3 separate regions of the Mus musculus genome follow, and all the other regions are linked to region 3. The links are chromatin contacts, called in public promoter capture Hi-C maps. All regions are on one chromosome and are shown on one strand. Each heading gives the region's core, a stretch centred on a gene start, on an enhancer-like site or on the middle of the called end of the contact. The rest is flanking DNA. Distances are from core to core; before and after follow the strand shown.

Region 1 (4,528 bases), core at 230-2,729, 390 kb before region 3:
ATATACGCAGAAAGAAGTGTGATTGCGAGGTTATACAAGGTGAGGATGCCCCTGAGAGACAGAGCAGGCCTGTTCTTCATGTACTTGTTACCCAGCCATATCGAGAGCAGGTACGTGATGGTGAGGATGAAGGTGGGAAGGTAAGAGTCCAGCAGGAACCACCCGCGAACTCGAGAATCTGTAAAGAAATGCTTACGGTGAGGAGCCCAAGGAGGGATGTCCCTGTAATTAGCAACTCTAACACACATACTCATCTGTGCAACGGGCGTCCCCATCGATGGTGCACGCCCCACGGTCTCCGTGAACACAAGCCCCGTCCTCACCGAGTACTCGGTGTTTGAGATGAACTCACATAAACAGGTCAAGTTGCTTTTCCCTGAACAAATTCTCAGACACCCTGGTTCTTTCTCAGCAACCTCAGCATTGGAAGTTTTCTTATTCAGTTGGGAACTTCCATCTTTTCACTTAAAGAATGCCGTATATGGATTTCTCTGTGGGAACCATGGCTAGCATCTCTAAAGCAGGTGTTACTTTGATACAAGCCCTGTGCTACTGCAGTCTTGACATGGACACACTGGACAAAGGGATAATTTCAGGTTCCACAAAGGATGTGCTACTTAAAACAGAAGGTAGTTTTAAACACACAAATTGTTACTTCTGAAATTTTCCATTAAAATTTTTTTTGGGGAGTATAGTAGATTGTGGGTAACAGAAACTACAGAACAAACTTCAGATAAGGGCACCACACACACACACAAAGGGGGAGGGAGAACAAAAGGATTCTGAGTTAAGCAAGCTGGAGTTCAGCCGGCTGCACAGTTAAGTTTTCATGGGGCTTAAGAGATGATTCAGTGGTTATCCAACTTCATGTGAATGGACACCACAGGCATCTGACCTTTACTGTACATATTCATATACTCACAATTAAAAGCAGAAAAAATAAAATCAAAAGTTTTCATGGGCAGAGAGTGCTATATACATCTTTAATCCCAGCATTTGGGAGGTAGGGGCAGGCAGATCTTTTTTTTCTAGACTAGCCTTGTATATATAATAAAGACCCTGTCTCAAAACCAAGAACAAAAGAAAACCTGATACTTAAGGGCTGGATAGACGGCTCAGAGGTTAAGAGCACTTGTTCTTGCAGAGTACTCTGGTTCAGTGCCCAGCACCCACAGGGCTACTCATGACCGTTGGTGACTCCAGGTCTAGAGGCTCCAATGTCTATTGTGATCTCTGCAGGCTCCTGTACATACACAGTGCACAGAAGCTCACACATGCACACACATATACAGATACACACAGAGAGAAATACACAGACAGACAGACAGACAGACACACACACATCTTTAAACTTACAAAGCTTCCATGGAACAGATAGCCCCAGCTGACCCCAAGGCTACATCAACTCCAGCTCCCACCAATCTATCAACAGCAAAGTTCAGTGTGAACTTAGTGCAGAAATCAATGTTTAACTCTGCTGAGAGAATTAAACAGAAAGCTGTGGTCCCCAAGAATGCACAGCTCCTGTGGCCTCCTGCCTAAGCAAGAGGTTATGCCCTCCACTCTGGGCCAGTTCCTCCCCCCATGTCACTAGAACTGCAAGCAGAGAGAGCAGAGGTTACAGACTGCTGGCCCACCACGAAGGACCCTCAAGGGGAAAGAATGAAACAACCCCTCAAACCGCACAATTTCTATAAAACCACCATTCGCTTAGAACAGGTTCCAGAGCCTCATCAGAAACTGGGAAATGGTTCAAATGAGCTCCAAGCTGTGAGAAGAAGGACAACCTCGGCCTCTCTCCCCATCTTCACAGTCTTGGGGACACACCTTGTTGAAACAAAGGATTTCCCACAGGCTTGTCAAACAACCCATGCCCAAATGAGGCAAAACATCTGTCTAGACATCACCCAGTCAGAAATACCAGTTCCTCTGTTCCCGAGCTGTTGGCATCCCCATGTCAACCAGGAAGCCTGCACAGGAGAGGGATGAAGAGACTAGAGTAATGAGGTGTAGCAGAGAGGAAGTCACCCAAGAAAGACAGCCTTCAGCTGGGGTCTGCAGCAGAAGGAGCTGACCAGAAGGGGAAAGAGGAAAACAGGAGGGAGAGATTCCAGGCCCAGGAAAGCAGCAAATAAAACATGTCTGCATATGTGAAGAGTGAAAGGATGTCTGGAGTGGCTGTGTCCACGAGAGCGAGGAAGATGGGCTGTGACTGGAGACTGGTGGGTGACACAGGCCACCAGGCTTCAGAGTTGGTACCCTGGAGGAAAACATGACATTTCGCCTGCCCCTCATCCCAGGAGACACAGTGATGCAGAAGGAACTGGGCTTCCTCTATTCTGGGAAAGGGCCACCTATTGGAAGGCAGCCTCCAGTTCATAAGGATAGATGCTGCCCTGTTCACAGAACCCCAGAGATAACACTGCTTTTCTACACGCAAATGACAGCTTCCAGCATGTTCCCAATTGGTTTACTCACCTCGTGGTCCAAACATGTTGTCCAAGAAAGCATTGACTTCATTATCAAAGGCCTTCAGCTGCTCCTGAAAGACAGGGAAAATTAAGCAGCCTTTAAAAAAAAAAACAAAAAACAAAACTCAACGTCACCAACCTGTCGCTCCTGAATATATGCTAGCTTCAGCTTCAGGGTCTGGGACTGCAGACTTGAGAGAGGACAGGAAGCACGCACAGCCTTGCCGTAACCAACTTGCAAAGACTGTGGAGGAAACAACCCTTTGTGTTTCCTCAGTAAGAAGAGTCCCAAAACAGGCGGAGGACTTAGACACATGGGGTCACTCACCTCAATTCCATTCGCTTCTCAAACGCTTACAGGCAAAGCTGTTTCATAAGCAGCTTTCATGGCTGCAGTGAAAGGTTCTGTAGGAATGGGGAGTCTGTGGCCTGGGACACAGGCGGTTTTCCCCAGGGACTCGGCAGTTCTAGGCTTTACAGAGCCAAACCTGCAGCTTTAAAGGACGTGGGCTTTTCCGGTCCAGAAAGAACCTGAGCATTAGAACTCTTTTTCTATCACCTTTATGTCTGCACAAAACACTAATTAACATGAAAGAATGTTACCTGGGGTGTTGGATTAATTCTTGTCTTTTAGATGCTGACTGGGACTAAACTGTTGCTAAGCCATTTTAAGGTGAATGCCTTGGTTACCACCACCTTGGCCTACCCCTTGGCCTTGCCATCTGCTCTTAATGGATGCTCAAGTCTCCCTCCCCTATCACAAAGCTCTGCTTCAAGCAATGGGAGATGAAGAGTGAGATCCAGGGTTCTGGGAAGGAATTTCAGGTGATGGCTTTGGTAGCAGTTGGGGGTGACAGCTTCAAGACTGTCATGTATGGAATGAGCTCCGGATTCAAAGGGGAGTCCTGACCCCCAAGCTCCTCAGACAAGCCAGGCTGAGAGAAGAGGGCTGGTGTGCTGGCATCTGAGGACAGGACCAGTGTATGTGTGACTGTGGACACCTAGCCCTATTTGCTTTTTTGATCCTAAAATTTCCAAAAAAAAAAAAAAAGGTCTTTAGGACCCTGAGGAAGCTTGGGATGGAGGCTGTGGGTAGACAGCACTCATGAGCAGCTGCTGCAGAGCCAGTGAGCTAGAATATCTTTTTATTTCATAATATCTCTGTAAAAAGTGTTTTGGCTAAAAATGCCAAAAGTTGTAGGCAACTTTTTAAAATCTTTGGCTTCTACATGGAGCATCTTAGGAGAACTTCAGGTCTGAGAAAGGGCAGTGATGTGGCTTCTCGGTGGGACGGAATACCCGTGGTGCAGCTATAGGTACACAGGTCTGGTCGGACCTCCCATTCTTCAGTAGATAACGGTAGTAACCTCATAGATGGACTCGTGGCAGTTGCCACACCATGAACAAATGTTTAAACGTTTTTGGTTTGTTTGCTAAGGTTCAAAATCCATTTTCCAAAATTTACAGAGCTAAGAAAGAAAGCTTCAATTTAGTGGGAGACAAACTCATTGTTGCTGTAAATTTGCAGACATTTACTTTCAATGTGGAAAGAAACAGAAGAAGATAGGAAGAGGGAGCAGAGATGGAAAAGGATAAAGGGCACCTAGTCTTTCATTCTTTGTTATGCACTGACTGTCACCATTAGATGCCAAGTGCTAAGTCAGGGCTACAGAGGGCTCGTCTCCCTGCACTTCTCAGTCTAGAGAGCAATTCATAACTCCAGGGCAAAACATATTATGAGAACTGCACTAGAACAGGACAGAGGCTTTAACTCAAACATCCTTGTGACACATCAGGAAGAGATGAGAATTCTGATGCTGAATTCTGAACCTCTAGGTGTCTCAGAGGGGAGAAGGAAAGGCATTCAGGAGTCCCAGATGCAGGCACACAGAGGACAGCTCCTCTGGGAAACACTGATGACCATGGTCTCCAGTGGCTCGCTCATATGGTAGGAAGGCAGACAACACTAGGGAAATACTGGGATGGCAGCAGAAAGCAGATCGGTGTTTGCTTGAGGACCATGGGTGTGTATGTGTGTATGAGTGTATGTGTGTGTG
Region 2 (4,006 bases), core at 402-2,901, 400 kb before region 3:
TGCAACAGCCTGGGAGGAAGATGGAGATGGAGTCTGGGGTGCCTTGGCCCAAGAGCTGTCCTTCGGAGCTCTGCTCAGCAGCAAACAGCCCTTAGCAGCTGCTGAGCTACGGTGGGATAGGGCAGGATAGGGCGGGTTCGGAGCTTGTTCTGTTCTATCCAACTGTTCATAAAAACTAACCTTCCTATTCAAACTTCGGTCCAGTAATAGAAAGATTCAAGATGTTCATCAATTCCAAGTGGCTTACTTCTCGTACAGATCTATTTTATTTGAAGAATGCTTTCAAGTTTTGTAGAAACCAGAAATTCAGCAGCTCCGGCGTAGGGATTATTTCATAAACCCCCTTAAAGGAAAAGTAATCTGAAGAGAGAGTAGATGAAAACCACTGGGCATGAAATTATAAGGCGGGAGGCTATTTTTTGCTCTTCAGATTCCTCCATTTCTCCAGGCCCTCTACCCCAAAGCACAATGTCAACTGTGGAGGAATATTCCTCGTGAGATCACTACTAAGTCTGTGAGGGCTGCATGTACACTGGGGCATTTGAATTCATATAATATTAAATTACTTTTTAAGTAATTTAAGTGCACTTACAAAGTCAGAAAGGTGTGTGTTTGGATCAGTAGAGACCATTCACTGAGCAATATGTTTTCGTTATAACACAGTGAGCTATGTTATAGTTAGCATATTAGTTTGTAGTTTTTTTCCCTAATGCAAATATATGTAACCTTAATTGAATTGTTGATGGATTTTTTAATAACATTTAACAAAATATGCTTTAGTGCATTGCCAAGGTTTTACTTATAAGAACACACTTCACAATTGGAAATAAAATCTTTCAAAGGGGATCAGTTAGTGTGGTTAATTGATCTCACTTCAGTTAGACAAACCCAGTTCAAGGCTCACCTCTTCTGATGACACAATATTTTGTGGGTTTCACTGCTGTTCCTGATGGACGTCTATGAGCACATGCGACTTCCTATAACTAGGGAGCACACATTTGAGCACTGTTTTCTAGAAAAAGCCTTGAGTTTAGCATATGAAGAAGCCAGAATATGTAGTAAGATGTGACTGTAGATTCTAATAACTTATCTGAGGAGGACAAAAGAGCATCCAGATGACCCTGCGTGTGCCACACATTGTCAGGAATAACTGGCCCTTGGCGAAGTCACAAGAAAAGGGTGGTCATTTTTACTGGGTGGAAAAATCAGGAATGGTTTTCTAGAGGAGAGGTACTATTTGAAATAGATCTTTCAGGATAAGGACAGTTTTCTTAGGATGCAGAAGAGAGAGAAATGTGGCTATAAGAACCACAGCAGAAAACCAAAAAATCCCAAAGAACAAGAATTTGCTCAAGACCATAAAACTGCAAGAGTATTCTAGGGAAGGGAGGTTTGTCTGGGCCCACACTAGCCTGCCTTCACTCATGTGACTGGGAGGGCTGACTCTGTAGGTGAGAACATCTGGTAGGGAATGATGAAGTGAACTCAGTGGCTTGGGAAGTTGTGAATTTTTGCAATGGAATCCAGTATATTAGGAGAGGCTATTGGCAGGATGAAGGCTTTGACTGCGAAGCACTTCCCGAGTATGTTAGCTGTGTTAGCATTGCTTTGAGCCAAGTGCATGACAGAAACAGGAAGGTTGGCTTCAGCTATTGTTTTCTGGGAGTCAGTCCAGCCTGGTGGGAAGAGCATGGGAGAGTTCAGTGGCAGGTCTACCCTTCGTATCACATACAAGGAAGTAATAAACATCTAGACCACGAGCCAGGCTCAGTCCTTCAAAGGCCCAGGCCCAGTGGCTTACGTCTATCAGATAGCTTCCATCTCCTAAGGGTACCACAATGCCCTAAGACAGTGTTTCTCAACCTTTCTAGTGCTGTGACCCTTTACAGTTCCTCATATTGTGGTGGCCTCAACCATGAAATCATCTCATTGCTACTCTATCATTGTAATTTTGATAATTTATGAATCATAATACAAATGCCTGTATTTTCCAATGGTCTTAGGCCATCCCTGTGAAAAGGGCTCAGCTCCCAAGGGATCATGATCCACAGATTGAAAGCCACTGCCCTAAAATAGTGCCACCAGACAGAAGACAGGTGTTCAAAATGCGAGTGTGCGGGAACTTTTGAGACTTAAGCCCACCAGAGGAATGGAAGAGCAACCATGGTAGGCAAGGGAATTAAAGAGCTGATTTAGACGCTACTTAGATGAAAGATGGCTAATTAAACCGTGAGCTTGAGCACTGGGGACGCGTCTTTGAAAAAAACCACCGAGACTTCTCTGAGCTTGGTTGAAGATGCAGTGTCGATGTTGTCCCCCGGCAAGGGAATGCCATTCTGAAGAGATCAATTGAATTAAACACTTATACCAATAAACAGGAAAAACAGCTTGTCAGGTGCAGCGTCTGACCTTTGATCTCCGGCAGCAGCTTTTCTAAGTATCAGCTCTGTCCTGGCAACTCTGCTCACTGGCTGGCATGTAGCATGGTGCCTCCTGGCTTTTGAGCATCTAAATGTAAGCCCAGCAGTTCAGCATGGAGGACCCTATCCTCTCGGAGACCTCCCCCACTCCCAGCTCCTGCACCATCCCCTTTCTGTGGCTAGGAAAGAATAAAGACAGTCCTTCCCGGGGCTCAGGGCTCTTGGCAAATTTTCTGTGCATAAGGTTGGAGACAATAAGTGACCAGAGTGTTTTACAGGGAAGTATGTTTTGAGTTTATTTTCTGGGGTGACAGGAGCCAAAGCTGCCTCGGACCTCTCTTCAAACTTTGTTTCTGCCTCTCTAACTCACCTGGTCCTTACCTTTACCTTACCGTGAACAGTGATACAGGATTGCCAGCAGAGTCCTGATGTAAGGCAGGTGAGGCTAAATCCTGACACCGGCTGATGTCATAAAGGCACATATTCATCTGGATAATTTTGTCTCTACTACAGTGCATAACATTATATACAGCATTGATTTGATTTTATTTGATAAAAACCTTTTATTAAATATGACATTTTAGAAGTTAATCTAAAAATCTGTAAGTAAACTACGTTTGAAAAATAAAGGCTTCGGTATGACTTGGATGTAATGTCTCCCATAGGCTAATGTGTTTAAATAGTTGATGCTCAGCTTGAGACATGATTGGAGGAGGTTGTGGACTCTTTAAGAATTTGTGCCTTGTTGGAAAATGACTTATACTGCTCCACTCCATGACCAAGTCACATTTACTAAAGGCCAAGGGATATTTAGGTGACTATAGTCTGTAAGAGTGAATGTTTTCTTACCTGTCTCAGAAAGGAGCTCAAATATGTGACAGTCATGTGACTTGGAAGAAGGCCTTCAACAATAAAAATATATGCTGAAGCTTCTCTTCAAATGGAGTGTTAAAGAGACGTTAGATGTTTATTACAAAACACTTTAATTTGCAGTAGGTAACTTATCACAGAAACATAGGGTATATTATGTATTTTTGGAGACAGCCAAATTTTCTAGGAACCAACCTCCTGTATCCTAAAGTGGCTTTAACTCGGAGACATCTTCCTGCCTCAGCTTTCTTTGTGCTGGGATTGCAGGGATGGGTCACCCCTCCTTGCCTTTTAGTTTTAAAAACAAAGTTTGAATGAGATTTATCCCAACCACATCTTAAAAATCATGAAGTGAAAAAAGGCTCTTCAAAATGTTCACCCTCTCCCTAAACTCTAGTCCCCACTCATTCCAAGTTCCTTCTGCCCTTCCCTGACCCTGCCTTCCTAACTCCCTTGCCCTTACCATTTCTACCTTGGGATGGAAGCAATTTTAGGTCAGATTTTGAGCATAACTATTGAGGCTACTTCCAGCCTTGGGGTCTTCATTGTGGTGGATCAGTGTAGCCTCTGTGCTGACAAACAGTAGACTGTGGCCCTGCTTCAGCTCCTGAGAAGAAATCGCCGCTGACACTGCAGGTGCCCAGAGTATTGGTAACCAATGTCACTTGTGCTCCCATTGCATAGTGTAGTGTGCTATGGTATAGTTACTGTACTAT
Region 3 (4,019 bases), core at 322-2,821:
TGTTGGGGTGACCCCAACATGAAGTTGTTTTGTTGTTACTTCATAATTTCAATTTTGCTATTATTACAAATCATAATCTAAATATCTGATACACAGAATATCTGATATGTGTTCCCCCCCCCACCCCAAAGTGATTTTGACTCACAGGTTGAGAACCGCTGACCTAGAATGTACTGAAGTATCAGTAAATGTATGTCATAAAAATTCCATCAGAACAAATAGCTTGTAGCTTTTAAATAAGGGAGTGTGTCAGGTTTAAAGATCTGCTCATTACGTCTGCCAACTAAGGGAGTTATGACATGAATTGTCAAGACATGAAAAGAAACAGAAGGCAGAAATTGGAATGCTAATAAATCATTATGTTCCTGTGACTGTTTACAGAGACGTGGGCTTCTTTTATCACTGCGGAACTGGGTGGAGGACAGAGAGAGTTACTAAATCATTTTCACTTTATATATTAAGGCCTTCAGTTCTAAAGCTATTTAAAAGGAAATATAGGCTGCCTGTCCAGATGTTATTAGGCAGAAACGTTTCTGAAGTTCACGGTTGATATCCTGACAGCTGCGATTTACTATTTTCAGTTGTCTAAATGTGCAGGTAGTCAAGCTTGTTGCCAGATCCATTTCTTTGGAGCCATTGACTCTCTTGGAAAAGGGAGGGGCTGCATGTACTGACATTTGATTCTGCAGTCGCTTTGAAGTCATGTCTAGAGCTGTTTGGCTTGTCTTTAAATAAAAACAGTAGCAGCAGAAACCATATATATCCTTGGACCTATAATTCACCAAGTGCGAGCTGGCAATTACTGGTAACATACAGTACATCGTTAGACTCTGAGTCAGAGAAGGCTGAAATTCACCTACTTTTATGCAACCAGTGCTTATGACATGGAATATGCTCAGAAGTGAGTGATTAATAAATAAATTAATAAATATTTTGGGGGTAGAGAAAATTATTTTATGTAGTATAAATACCAGGTGCCTACTACATTTAGTTAGTGAGAAAAATTAATAAAGTACTAACTTCTTGGTAAATAAAATGTTACTTCGAGTTAGTTTCCAGTAATTAAGAAGTCGCTTTTATCAGGTCAGCCCATTGCCAGATGGTGACTATAATCTCAACACAAAATAGAAGTTACAAGAATCTGAAGACACCAACAGGTTTGAAAGAAGCTGGAAATACATTTATACTTGAAAGAAGGAAATGGTGCAGGATGATTCCTTTTTTGACACAAATATTTGTCTGCGGGTGGGCCTTAGTCACAGTGGGTAAAATTCTAAAAGAAATCCAGTCTTACTGACTTGGCTATGGAACAGGATTTGGGAAACCATGGTAACTGGAGAAGGAGAAGAGAAAGTCTGGGCAGGAAGAAGCCCTGGCCACCACATGGGCAGGGTGTCCTGTAGATTAGCCTGGCCCAGACTGGGTTCATTCTGTTACTATCTGTGCATAGAGAGGACGTCGGACAGGCCAGCTAAGTCTGCAAGAACTAAACAGAGTTTCAAGCTGTCCCATTTCAGGAAAAACATAGCCGGTGATCAAATGAAAGTGAAACTAATTGCTTGCCTTACGTCAAAAACAGGGCTGGGGATTTAGCCCAGTTAGTAGAGTGATGGCCTAGTGTGTGTGAAGGCCTGGGTTCATGCCATACCACATAAATGTCGATGGTATACCATACAGGCCTGTAGTCCCAGCAATCAATAGGTAGAGGCAGAAAAACTGGAAGTTCAGGATCCCTCCTTAGCTATATAGTGAGTTTGAGCTCACCTGTGATACACAAAACCCTGCTTCAAAGAGTAAAAACAAAAAATCAACACACACAGATTGACTGAACAGAAACCAGTCCTAAAAATCAGTCACACTATGCGCCAACTGATCCAAATGATAATTCACACTACAGTCCAAAGGACTCCGCATTTCTAGACTTAGAGAGACACAGGAAAATGTCACTAAACACAATTTGTCTTAAAAGGCAAGTGTGATAGGATGAAGACACAGACACAGGAATTAACATTTAAGGATATAAAGTGCTATTATAACCAGTGTGCGGACTCAAAGGAACACTTACAATGAATGAACAAATAGAAACATCTTAACAGTGGAATCAAAACCACAAAAGAAAATTGTCAGCATTTGTGGGGACGTTGTCAGGAAGCCCAGCATCACCCGCAGCAGATCAAGGAGTTACCCTAACATGTTTTGGGACCTCTACTTGTGCTAAACCAAGATTCATCACTTCAATGAAGAAAACAACTTCAGAGGACAGGCCAGTTTATGGTGCTGAGTTGGAATTTAGTAAAGATATCTTAATATACATGTGATATACATTTAAGCACTGATCTTTAGAGAGAGAGAGAGAGAGAGAGAGAGCAGAAGGGTGGTCTGGTGCCACAGGCTTTTAATCCCAGCACTCAGGAGGCAGAGGCAGGCAGATCTCTGAGAGTTTGAGGTACCCTGGTGTGCACAGTGATCCAGCCAAAGCTACCTACAGAACCCCTGTCTCAAACTCCCTTCCCCAAATAAAAAACTGAAAGGACAACATAAACTCCATTTGTTTCCCTTTAAGGACCAGGCCTGAATTTGAAAAGAAGACCATAAGGCGCCAGCTCCAGGAACAGATCATAAGTCCCAGGAACTAGGCCATAAGGGAACAGACCATAAAATCCAGGAACAAGGTCATAAAACCCCCTCCCAAGGAAGAGCTTGCTGCTAACCACACGAATGGGAGAATATCTTATCTCAGAATCTGTGCTGGGCAGCCCTATCTCACCCCATGGTTAAATATTCACGACATAGGAATGCAGACCACTGACTATCTGTGACCCCCTAGCACCCACTAATGAAAGTTTAGATTACCTAATCCTTCTAGAAAATTTCCCTAATTCCCTTTAAGAAGGCCTGCTTGCCTTTGTCTGGGCTCGCCATTTCCAAGAACAGTTGACCCCTGCATGCTGGTTTCTGCAGAATAAATGTTCTCTGTTTTTGCATACTATCTGAGTCTGGGGACTTCCTTCAGCGACTTTCAGACCCTTCCAAAAGAAGAAACAGAGAGGCACTCAGAAAGAAAGACAAGACACCCCTGAGCACATGGGCCTGTGATTCTCTGAGACAAAGCTGATGCTTGTTGCTTTTGCTTTATGATAGTCAAAGTATTTGGGTGGGATGGGAAGCTACCATCTCCAAAAGTTTGCTAAGAAGCCTGAATGGGCACAGAGAGGCCTGAACTGATGAGGTAAAAGATGCTTGCCTTACTCACCAGAGAGAGACAGAGAGAGAGAGAGAGAGAGAGAGAGAGAGAGAGAGAGAGAGAGAGAGAGAGAGAGATTGATTCAGGCCTTAAACCTGGGCTCTTGGTACTTCAACACAAGGCATTTGTGTTGTCTCCATGATGGCAGCCTTTACAACAAATGGTAATTGTGCTGGAATTACAACGTATTGGCTGGTGGGAGGCTTCAGGCTCCAGGGTAAGGGACTCCTTTCCCTTCCCAATTCCCCATGATTCTTCTCATCTTTTTATCCCGCCTCAATCAAATGAAAATTTATGAAAAGAAAAATGGGACTTGGGTATATAGCTCAGTAGGCTGAGCATGCATAAGACACCCCCCCCCACCGCCACACACACACACACTAATAGTAAATGTTTGAATAAGAATGTCCCCCATGGGCTTATATATTTGAATGAAGGAAGTGTGGCCTTGTTGAAGGAAGTATGTCATTAGGCGCGAGTTTGAGGTTTCAAAAGCCCAAGCCAGGCCGAGTGTCACTCTTTTTCTTCCTGCTGCCTGTGGATCTGGATGAAGAATTCTCAACTATGTCTCCAGCACCATGTCTGCCTGTGTGCCACCTTGCTCAGTGCCATGATGATAAGGGACTAAACCTCTGAAGCTGTAAGCAAGCCCACAATTAAATGATTTCTTTTCATAAAAGTTGCCTTTGTCATGGTGTTTCTACATGGCACTAGAACCCTGACCAAGAAGAGGAGGAGGGGGAGGGGGAAGGGAAGGAGGGGGGGAGGAGGGGAA

The links. Promoter capture Hi-C pulls out the DNA fragments that hold promoters and counts their contacts.
Region 1: a contact with region 3 is called in a promoter capture Hi-C map of liver, with 1.6 times the contacts expected there. The contact joins two enhancer-like sites. A contact is called at or near these places in 1 of 39 promoter capture datasets (liver) and 1 of 484 Hi-C or Micro-C datasets (liver).
Region 2: a promoter capture Hi-C map of liver shows a contact between it and region 3, with 2.0 times the contacts expected there. The contact joins two enhancer-like sites. A contact is called at or near these places in 1 of 39 promoter capture datasets (liver) and 1 of 484 Hi-C or Micro-C datasets (liver).

What each region holds. Positions count from the first base shown.
Region 1 is chr13:41,194,657-41,199,184 of GRCm38.p6, forward strand. It overlaps Elovl2 (elongation of very long chain fatty acids (FEN1/Elo2, SUR4/Elo3, yeast)-like 2), which reads right to left. Exons shown (of 8, transcript NM_019423.2): 2 at 2,479-2,542; 3 at 1-178. Among named protein-coding and RNA genes, the nearest start is that of Elovl2, 23 kb to the right of the region's middle. Within about 2 kb of position 1,480, at least 5 of the 459 cell types and tissues checked have an H3K27ac peak or open chromatin away from gene starts, as enhancers often do. A contact at or near this core is called in liver, where this site is marked.
Region 2 is chr13:41,178,185-41,182,190 of GRCm38.p6, forward strand. No RefSeq gene overlaps it. Among named protein-coding and RNA genes, the nearest start is that of Elovl2, 40 kb to the right of the region's middle. Within about 2 kb of position 1,652, at least 1 of the 459 cell types and tissues checked has an H3K27ac peak or open chromatin away from gene starts, as enhancers often do. A contact at or near this core is called in liver, where this site is marked.
Region 3 is chr13:41,582,365-41,586,383 of GRCm38.p6, forward strand. The region is part of intron 1 of Gm32184 (a long non-coding RNA gene); the gene reads right to left. Among named protein-coding and RNA genes, the nearest start is that of Tmem170b, 22 kb to the right of the region's middle. Within about 2 kb of position 1,572, at least 99 of the 459 cell types and tissues checked have an H3K27ac peak or open chromatin away from gene starts, as enhancers often do. A contact at or near this core is called in liver, where this site is marked.